Linked DNA regions of Mus musculus: region 2 is linked to region 1. Evidence: chromatin contacts called from public HiChIP or PLAC-seq data. All regions are on one chromosome and are shown on one strand. Each heading gives the region's core, a stretch centred on a gene start, on an enhancer-like site or on the middle of the called end of the contact. The rest is flanking DNA. Distances are from core to core; before and after follow the strand shown. Region 1 overlaps Gas7 (growth arrest specific 7). Region 2 holds the start of Usp43 (ubiquitin specific peptidase 43).

Evidence for each region. HiChIP or PLAC-seq counts read pairs in DNA pulled down with a chosen protein or histone mark.
Region 2: a contact with region 1 is called in an H3K4me3 HiChIP or PLAC-seq map of forebrain, with 4 times the contacts expected there. The contact joins the promoter of Usp43 here to the enhancer-like site in region 1. A contact is called at or near these places in 1 of 484 Hi-C or Micro-C datasets (embryonic stem cells), 2 of 115 datasets of contacts at active chromatin or transcription factors (embryonic stem cells and forebrain) and 1 of 9 other capture datasets (adipose tissue).

What each region holds. Positions count from the first base shown.
Region 1 is chr11:67,665,468-67,669,778 of GRCm38.p6, reverse strand. All of the region lies in intron 8 of Gas7 (growth arrest specific 7), which reads right to left. It also overlaps a transcript of Glp2r not described here. Among named protein-coding and RNA genes, the nearest start is that of Rcvrn, 28 kb to the left of the region's middle. Within about 2 kb of position 1,863, at least 39 of the 459 cell types and tissues checked have an H3K27ac peak or open chromatin away from gene starts, as enhancers often do. A contact at or near this core is called in forebrain, where this site is marked.
Region 2 is chr11:67,920,756-67,925,239 of GRCm38.p6, reverse strand. Usp43 (ubiquitin specific peptidase 43) reads left to right here and starts at 3,087. Exons shown (of 15, transcript NM_173754.4): 1 at 3,087-3,695. The coding sequence starts at 3,192. It overlaps Cfap52 (cilia and flagella associated protein 52), which reads left to right. Exons shown (of 14, transcript NM_027963.2): 14 at 1-434. The coding sequence ends at 147.

The DNA.
Region 1 (4,311 bases), core at 614-3,113:
GGAAGTGTGCTGTTGGCGTCCTATCAGAGAAAGACAAGGTGGATCTGGGGTGATGATGCTGTGGACATATCTGCTGTAAGGTCTGGGATCTGGGAAGCTGTGAGGAGGAGAATGCACCTTCCTGCAGACCTGCATGGGCTGGAGAGATGGCTCAGCGGTTAAGAGCACTGACTGAAACTGGGCGTGGTGGGCCACCACGCCTTTAATCCCAGCACTCGGGAGGCAGAGGCAGGCGGATTTCTGAGTTCGAGGCCAGCCTGGTCTACAGAGTGAGTTCCAGGACAGCCAGGGCTATACAGAGAAACCTTGTCTCAAAAAACAATAAAAACAAAAACAACAACAAAAAAAAAGAGCACTGACTGCTCTTCTTGAGGTCCTGAGTTCAATTTCCAGCAACCACATGGTGGCTCACAACCACCTATAATGGGATCTGATGTACTCTTCTGGTGTGTCTGAAGACAGTGACAGTGCAGTCATACAAATAATAATAAATAAATAATACTTAGAGGTGGGTCTCTTGAGGCCATAACAAAATGCTCGGGTGCTCTGAAGTGGTCTTCTCTCCTTGCTGTTGGCATGTGGTGGCTTTTGCCACATGCTAGGGCAATGTATAGGCACTCTCTAGATACTAGCTCCTTGGTCTTGGACCTCCTAGCCTTCAGAACCATAAACAATTTCTTTTCTTTATAAATTATGCACATAAGGGTCTCCGACTCAAAGCCACACAGATAGGGCAGGCTGGTGAGCCTCAAGGGCATGCCTGTGTATTTCACTAGAGAACACAGCCTGGGACCTCCCATGTAGCAGGCAAATGTTCAACCATTGAGCTCTGTTTCTGGTCCTTAGGCAGCTGTTAGGAGAACTGTGTGGAGACAGCATGGTAAAAAGGAACTCTGACCATCACCTCATGCCATGCATACAGGGTTTCAATGCAGATCCTAGCTTCAACCTGACAGCCAATAAGCCACCCCTCTTGCAGGAGTGAGGTGGTGCTGCCATGGGAGCTGAGTGACACACAGAAGGTTCTGGACATACAGTCTGAAAAGGCCCTGGGAGGGGCCAAGCCTCTTCTTACAGGGCTGTAAGTCGGCTGCCAGCCGAGCACATGGGGTAACTGGCTAAGGCCAGGTATGGCATCTTGAGACTGTTAGCTCAAGGATAGTGGGGGCTGGGCCATTCGCATCCTGGATAGTGACTTCAGTCCTACTAGCAGGGATAGCATGCCCCAGGTGGAGGGGGTGACACTCCTTATTACCAGATGGCCTCAGCCCTATGCCTACTATGTCCTTGCTCCTCAGCATTCTAAGGCACTTCAAATGTACAGAACTACCTCACTTGGCCCTGTAGGTCCAAATGAATATGTGTTCATTAAAAACAAACTTTAATTGTTTAGGGGAAAGCCATTAGAAATCCTCATTCAAAGATGGCATCTAATAAGAAAGAGGCAAATGAGAAGCTGTCTGGTGTATTCTATCTTCATGTATAGTCTGTGGCTCAACAGATCAAAATGCAGGCTCCTGTCAAAACCGCCAGCCAAGAATGACCCACATTTCATCGTTACCCTGCACGTGAGAGGGCAAAAGGCAAAAGGCAGTCCTTGAAGGCTGCTGAATCGCCAGCATGCACGGGCCTTGTGACAGCTGATCTGAATAGGGCATCTAAGTTGCCAGATAGCTCAAGTGTACCCTATCTGTCCTGTGGTCTCTGAGCCCCCACATCCACACAAAGCCTTCAAGGTGCACCGGGCCAAACGTCCAGAGCCGTGTTGCAGATGCAGGATCTAGCGCTGTTATACTTTGTGCCTGCCGGTAAAGGTTTGCCTGGGTGTGTGCACGTGATGCACCTGAGCTTGTGTGGTTGACTGTGCCCATGCATTTGGGTCTGGCATGAGGAGCAGGCTGCTTATCTTAGGAGCATATGCTGTGTGCTGGCGGGACAAAATGTCCCTGGCAGGAGCCCAAGCCAAGGGGGTGGGATCTGGAAGCCCTCCAGAGCCATACTGTGATGCCAAGGACCCAAAGGAAGCTACATTCCCTGGTGGCAGGGCTACTTCCGTGTGCTTCCTGCCTTGTCTCAGGCTCAGAAGGCAGTAGGAGAGGCCAGGAGACAGCTAACCATGTTCAGGTCTGAAGAGGGACACAGGCCCTGCTGGGTTTTCCTGTGGCTGATGGGGAGGAGGTGGCTTGGCTGCAGTCAGCACATGTGAAGCCCTAATCAGAACCATATTCAGATGGCAAAAATCTCTGTCCCAGGATGACTCTAGCCATGAGGCAGATTAGAGCTGATTCGCCATCACACCTCTCTCACAACTACAACCCCTGTGGGCCACTCTTGAAGTTCACCCCAGCAGGATGGGATGACAGAGGGGTCCTCTGAGGACTCTGTTGGTACTGACTTCCCAAGAGCCTTGACTGTTTTTCATTTGAGGTGAAAATCACACGTGATATATCATCCAGTTTAAGGTGAGCAACTTAAAAGTGTTTACAGCATCCACAGTGTAGTTGAGTCCAAACACTTTGTCACCCTGTCATGAATAAAAGTTTGTGATTTACCCCCCTCCCCTTTAGCCTTCTGATTCATATCTTAAAACTCTGACCAAGGATGTGGGGGATGGAGTAGTAGTTAAGATTGGAGGGCAGAGCCCTAATCCAATAGGATTATTGTCCCTGTAGGGCCGCTTCTTTACGCCAGCCCAGACAGAGGGGGAGAGGTGATTTTTAGCCATCCGTCGCCCCAGGGAGAACCCATGTCAGACACCGACCCTACTGGATCATTAACTTTAGACTTCCAGTCTCTAGAACTGAGACAAAATAGAAGCTTTTTTTTTTCCTCTGTTCTTTTTCTAGACAGGGATCTCACTGTGTAGCCCAGGCTGGCCTTTAACTCATGATCTTCCCACCTCTTCCCCCACCCCTGAGAGCTGGGATTACAGACAGATGTGTACCACCAGGCCCAGGCAAATTCCTATAGTTGAAGCTACTCAACCTGTGGTACTTTGTTATAGCAGCTGCAGCAGACATATACACACTCAAAATGAAAAGATGCACCTATTAACTGCCACTCCTCATTTCCCTCTTGACCACCAACTCATGGGCTTTGTCTCTATGGCTTTGCTTATTCTGGACATCTCAGAGGACTGGAATGATATACTCTGTGACCCACTGTGGATGGTTTCTCTTACTCAGCATCGCGTTTTTGAGGTTCCTCCATAGAGTAGAGGGTCTCGGTATTCCTCTCTATGGGTGAATGATACCCCGTTGTGCATCCACGGGTATCCACTGTGAGTATGCTACAGCTTCTGCAGCTGATCACCTCCTGATGGGATTTGGGTGGTTTCTGCCTCGTAGTCTTTGTGACTCTGAGCATGCTTGTTTGAGTCCCTGGTTCTGATTCATTTGAGGATGGACCTAGGAAGGAGTGGGGATGTGTGCTATTTCTGTGATTATCACAAGCTGTTTTCCACAGTGGCTGTCATTTGAGATCATGGAGGGGGAGGTAGGGTTCTGCAGACAGACAGCAGAGAAGGCATCAATCCCTACAGGAGTTCTCCCACTGAATATTCTTGTGAGGCTGGGAGGGTTCAACGTGTCCCTAAGCCCCATCTGGACTGTCACCATCGGAGAGGGAGATGAGGCCTGGCCTGGGGCTCTCCAAAGCACTCTGAGAGGCTGGGTAGGTAATTCTCAGACACGGTTTCCTCCAAGCCCGATACCCAGAAGAAGGGGAACAGAACTGGGTACCCAGAGGCTGCTGTCTAGCAGCAGGGCACAGTGCAGAGGGTCTCTGCTGTGCTCCAGCACCTAGGAGGCCCTGGATCACTCAAAAATATGCACAGTGGGTAAAGCTAGAGTGTGGACACCCAGACTTCAGGCCATGAGTGCTGCTTTGAGCCATAAACAGAAGTACTTGAGGGGAGGGTTGTTGGTTGTGATAGAGTGTTACTATGTAGCTCAGACTAGCCTGAAATTTATAATCCCCCATTCCTCAGCCACCACAGTGCTGAGATTAGAAGCCAAAACCTCCTAGTTCTGGGTACCAGTTTTGACCCATGAGTCTGAATCCTGAGCCATGAAAACCCATCTTGAGCCATGGGTGTCCATCTTGTTGTTGGTCCCCTGTCTGAGCCCGGAGTGCCTACCTCAAGTACTGTGGGCCTCCCTTGGACTATGGATGACTAACAGGCACAGACCCCACAGTGAGCCATCTCTCTCCATCCCAAGAAAGCATCTTTGCTGAGTAAGCAAGGACCCTTCCTCTGTGTCCCCTCATCCTCCTCTCTACCCTTTCCCCCCAACTCCACTCTCCTCCCAA
Region 2 (4,484 bases), core at 1,838-4,337, 250 kb before region 1:
GACTACAACGAGGGTGAAGTGACTCACGTCGGGGTGGGGCACAGCGGCAACATCATGGCCATGCGGATAAGTCCAGGAAACCAGTATATCGTCAGTGTGAGCGCAGATGGAGCCATCTTGAGGTGGAAATACCCATTTGCTTCGTGATGGGCTCTGGATCTCCGCAGCTTCCACCCTGTGTCGAGCACAGGCCTGTCCAGGGCCAAGTTTGCATAACTCCAGAACCGGGTTTGATTTCTCACACCTATTTTTGCCCTATAGTCAAATTACTTTATCTTGAAGTTATTTGTTTACTTTATACAATATGTTAACACTTACTATCTTACATTGTATGTTGAAATTGAAATATACTAAAGAGAAAGTTTATCCTATATATATATATATGTACTGGATAAACTTTCAAATTATTAATAAATTAGAAGGTTCTGACCATGATCTCTTTTCTGTGTCTCACAAAATCCAAATCCACAGGCATTCTTCCTGACCTGTTCCCAGAGAAGGATGCTGTTTCCTTATAAAAATAAGATGAGGCGAGCTCACCTGTGCGTGGTAGACCAGGGCCTCATACACAGGGCTATCGCCCTAGTCCAAACTCACCCTTTAAATGATCAGTTCAATGGTGAAGTGGTATAGGTATAGGTATAGGTATAGGTATAGGTATAGGTATAGGTATAGGTATAGGTTTGAACCCAGGTCTTTGTGCAGGTGTATTAGTTAACTCCTGTATAGCTTGTGTCCACATACCTGACAGCAACAATCTAAAGAGCAATGACTTACTCGGACTCACTGCTTTGAACGTGGTGGCTTTGCCCCCAGCACTAGGGGAGACCCTCCTGGTGAGGCATACACACTCAGTCACTGAAGACGGGAAGGAGAGAGGAATGCAGAGGGCTCTCCGTACCCATTTGATTCCCTCCAGGCCCCTAGGCCACGTGATGGCGCCACTCAGACTTAGACTGAGTCTTTACCAACTTATTAATCCTCTCAAGAGTCACCCTCCCAGTCTCATCCAGAGGTATGCTTCAATCGCTTGCTGATTTTTAAAATATTTATTAATTTCTTAGTGTGTGTCCATTATAGCACACAGATAAAAGCCCAAAGACAATCGGGGTAGTCAGCTCTCTCTCTGCATCTTGTGGTTCACAGAGATCAAACTCAGGTCGTCAGGTAGCCAATACCTTTACCTGCTCTATTATAGCCCAAAGTCCCTCTGAAATATATATATGCAAATGTATGAGTGCACTATCATATGTTCACCTGTTCTCCAGAAGGGGGCATCAGATCCCTTTATAGATGGTTGTGAGCCACCATGTGGTTGCTGGGACTTGAACTCTGGACCTCTGGAAGAGCAGTTTAACCTAACTGCTGAGCCATCGCTCCAGTTCCCCCACCCCCAACCAGGTGATTCTTTTTTTTTTTTTTTTTTTTTTTGGATTTTTTGGTTTTTCGAGACAGGGTCATCAGGTGATTCTTAATTTGATCGAATCGACAATCAAAAATTAGCCTTTACAGCAAGCTCATAAACCAACTCTAGCTCCAGTTTTCGACTTTGCCAAGTAAGAATAGATTTCTGCTCAGACATTTATTGTGAGTCGTGAGACACACACCCAGGATTCCAGCACTCAGGAGGCTAAGGTTGAGAATGAGAGTTCCAGACAAACCTGAGCAACATAAGTGTGATGGACTCCCTCCTTCTTACCAACAACCTCCTAGCAAAACAAAAGCAACAGCCGCTCCCGAAACTGTTACCAAATGAAAACTCCCTGCTGGGGATCTTGACATGATCTCAAAGGTGAAATACCGGAGATGATTTATCAGAGTCTGCTATGACCACGGCACCTTCAGTACATCCGGGTCATGAAATGAACCTTATAAATTTATCAACTAGGTGGATGTCTTTCCCAGGAAGGTAAATGGTGGCTTTTTACACTTCAAGTCTCCACATTACAGTTTCTTCTTTATCCTTAACTTATGCAACTTTTTGGCACCAGGTAACTGCTGCAATTCTATGTGAAGATCGAGGAGGGATACTTAATAAATGATGAGCACTTATTATTAAATAGCAAGTCACATTTTTGGGTTCTGATGTAAGTCTGACTCCAGAAAGCTGCTGATCTCTTTTTGAGCTACAAACTGATGAGAAATTCATTTTGCAAGACCTTGCCTGATTAATTATAAACCTGACAGTTAAGGCATAAAAGGAGCAGAGGCCTCCAGGGTTACCCAGGGAATTAAGGGCGGGGCGAGGCCAAACTAATTCTGATTGGGTAAGGATACAGCCAGGCTTTAGCGTGGAGGAGCGAAGCAGCAACCGAGTAGGGGGCGCGCCTGAGAACCGGAAAACTTCCTGCCAAGCAAATACTGGGGTTGTAAAGAGCCTGAACTCTGCAGTGCACCCAGGGAGGGTCGAATTCCGGTTCCTCTCTTTTCACAGCCTCAACCTCGCTGAGCTCCCTTCACCAATGAAAACCAGGACGTTCAAGTCTCCCAAGTTTAAGGAAAATGAATGTAACCTATTGTGTTATTTAAAAAAACAAAACAAAACAGCAAGAAAAAGAAAACAAACTCCCAACCCACTAGCATTCCCACTCCCAGTTCAGGTCCTGGGGTGACCGGTGTAGGCAAAGGCTGCAAAGGAGGTGGCGCCACCTGACCGCATGCACCTGAGCCTGGGCTCCCCACCTGCACAGCTGCCAGCGCGCGCCTCTCGGGACACCTGGGCACGAACAGGGGCACCGCTCGCCGGTCAATTTTCTTAGTCTTCATCTGGCTTCCACGACCAGAAACTTAGCCAGAGCCAGGGCTTTGCTTCGCTGGGCGCTTCAGAAGGTTCCATCCCCGGGTTAGCTACGCTGTTTAGGGATGGGCGGGGAAGGCGAGCCGAGGTGAAAGGCCTGTTCCAAGGCGGGAAGGAAGGGCGGGGAAGTCCACTAGGCGGGCTCAGAGGGAGTGCATTCCCAGCTCCAGCCGCGGGGGCGGGAGCCCGGCGGCGGGCGCTGCCCTAGGGCCGGATTCCCGCGTGGGGCGTGGCGTGGCGGCCCCGCCCCTGGCTCCGCCCTCGCCCGGTGTCCGCACACCTGGCTCTCAGGTAGCCGGCGCCCGGCGCCTCCGGGAGGCGGTGAGGACCGGGAAGCTGCCGGCCCGCCTGGGGTCTCGGGGGCTGCGCTCCCGGACCACCGTGCGTGGCCAGCATGGATCCGGGCGTGGGGAACGCACTGGGAGAGGGGCCGCCCGCGCCCCGGCCCCGCCGCCGCCGTTCCCTTCGCCGCCTGCTTAACCGCTTCCTGCTAGCTCTGGGCAGCCGCTCCCGCTCGGGGGACTCGCCGCCCCGGCCCCCGGCCCAGCCCAGTCCCTACGATGGCGATGGAGAAGGGGGCTTTGCCTGCGCCCCGGGCCCGGCACCAGCCTCTGCCGGGAGTCCAGGGCCAGATCGTCCTCCGGGATCCCAACCCCAGATATCTTCGGGTGACGGGGCGCGTCCGCCCGGCGCTCAGGGCTTGAAGAACCATGGCAACACCTGTTTCATGAACGCGGTGGTGCAGTGTCTCAGCAACACCGACCTGCTGGCCGAGTTCCTAGCGCTGGGGCGCTACCGGGCGGCGCCGGGCCGCGCCGAGGTCACCGAGCAGCTGGCGGCGCTGGTGCGCGCGCTCTGGACGCGCGAATACACGCCCCAACTTTCCGCAGAGTTCAAGGTAGGCAGCGCCAGCCGCCCGCAGACTCCTCCGACCCTTCTGGTTTCGGCTCTTGAAAAGCGTGTGAACCATCAGCCAAGCCTGGTTCTTGGGCGGGGAGTAGGGGGTAGGTCTTCGGTAGACACTACTTAACCAGCCCAGCCTTGGGTTACCGCCTTTGTTTCGAGGTGACATGTTACATTATCATTTGCAAATGCTTTCTTTAGAAATTAGTTTCTTCCTGGTATTTTGGGCTGGGGTGGAGAAAGCTGGCAGCCTTAAGTGTGTCCAGCAGTTTTGTGGTTAAAAGCAGTTGTTGGAGTGGGACTTGCCGGCCAGGGTGAGTTAGAGCTTAGGATCTAGAAGGATGCAGCATGGGAAGCAGGTCCTTGAAGGCCAAGCTTTGGGAAGGAGGAGATAGAAGCGTGAGGAACAGAAAGCCGAGAAGGAACGGATCTAGGAATAATCCAGGTAGAGTGATCAATAAGTAGAAAGGGCAGAGGCCTGAAAGTGAAGCGTTTTGAAGGCAGGTGAAGGTCTTCAGATCGTGTATGACCTTGGACGCAGTGGCTTTGGATTATTTAAGTCCAGTGGGTGCTGAGAACCCGTGGGTCAGGTATTCTCAAAAGTAGGGAGAGGGAGTCGTTAAGAGTGCTATAGTAGAATGGTATCCTTTAATTTAATTCATACTAAGTCCTGACAGTATGTGAGCAGGAAGTGGCATTTGTTATCTGTAAGATTACAGTCCCCTTGCTGGGAATGCTTCGGGGTCATGAGAAGGCGTTAAAGTACAAATGTGGAGTCCCAGTC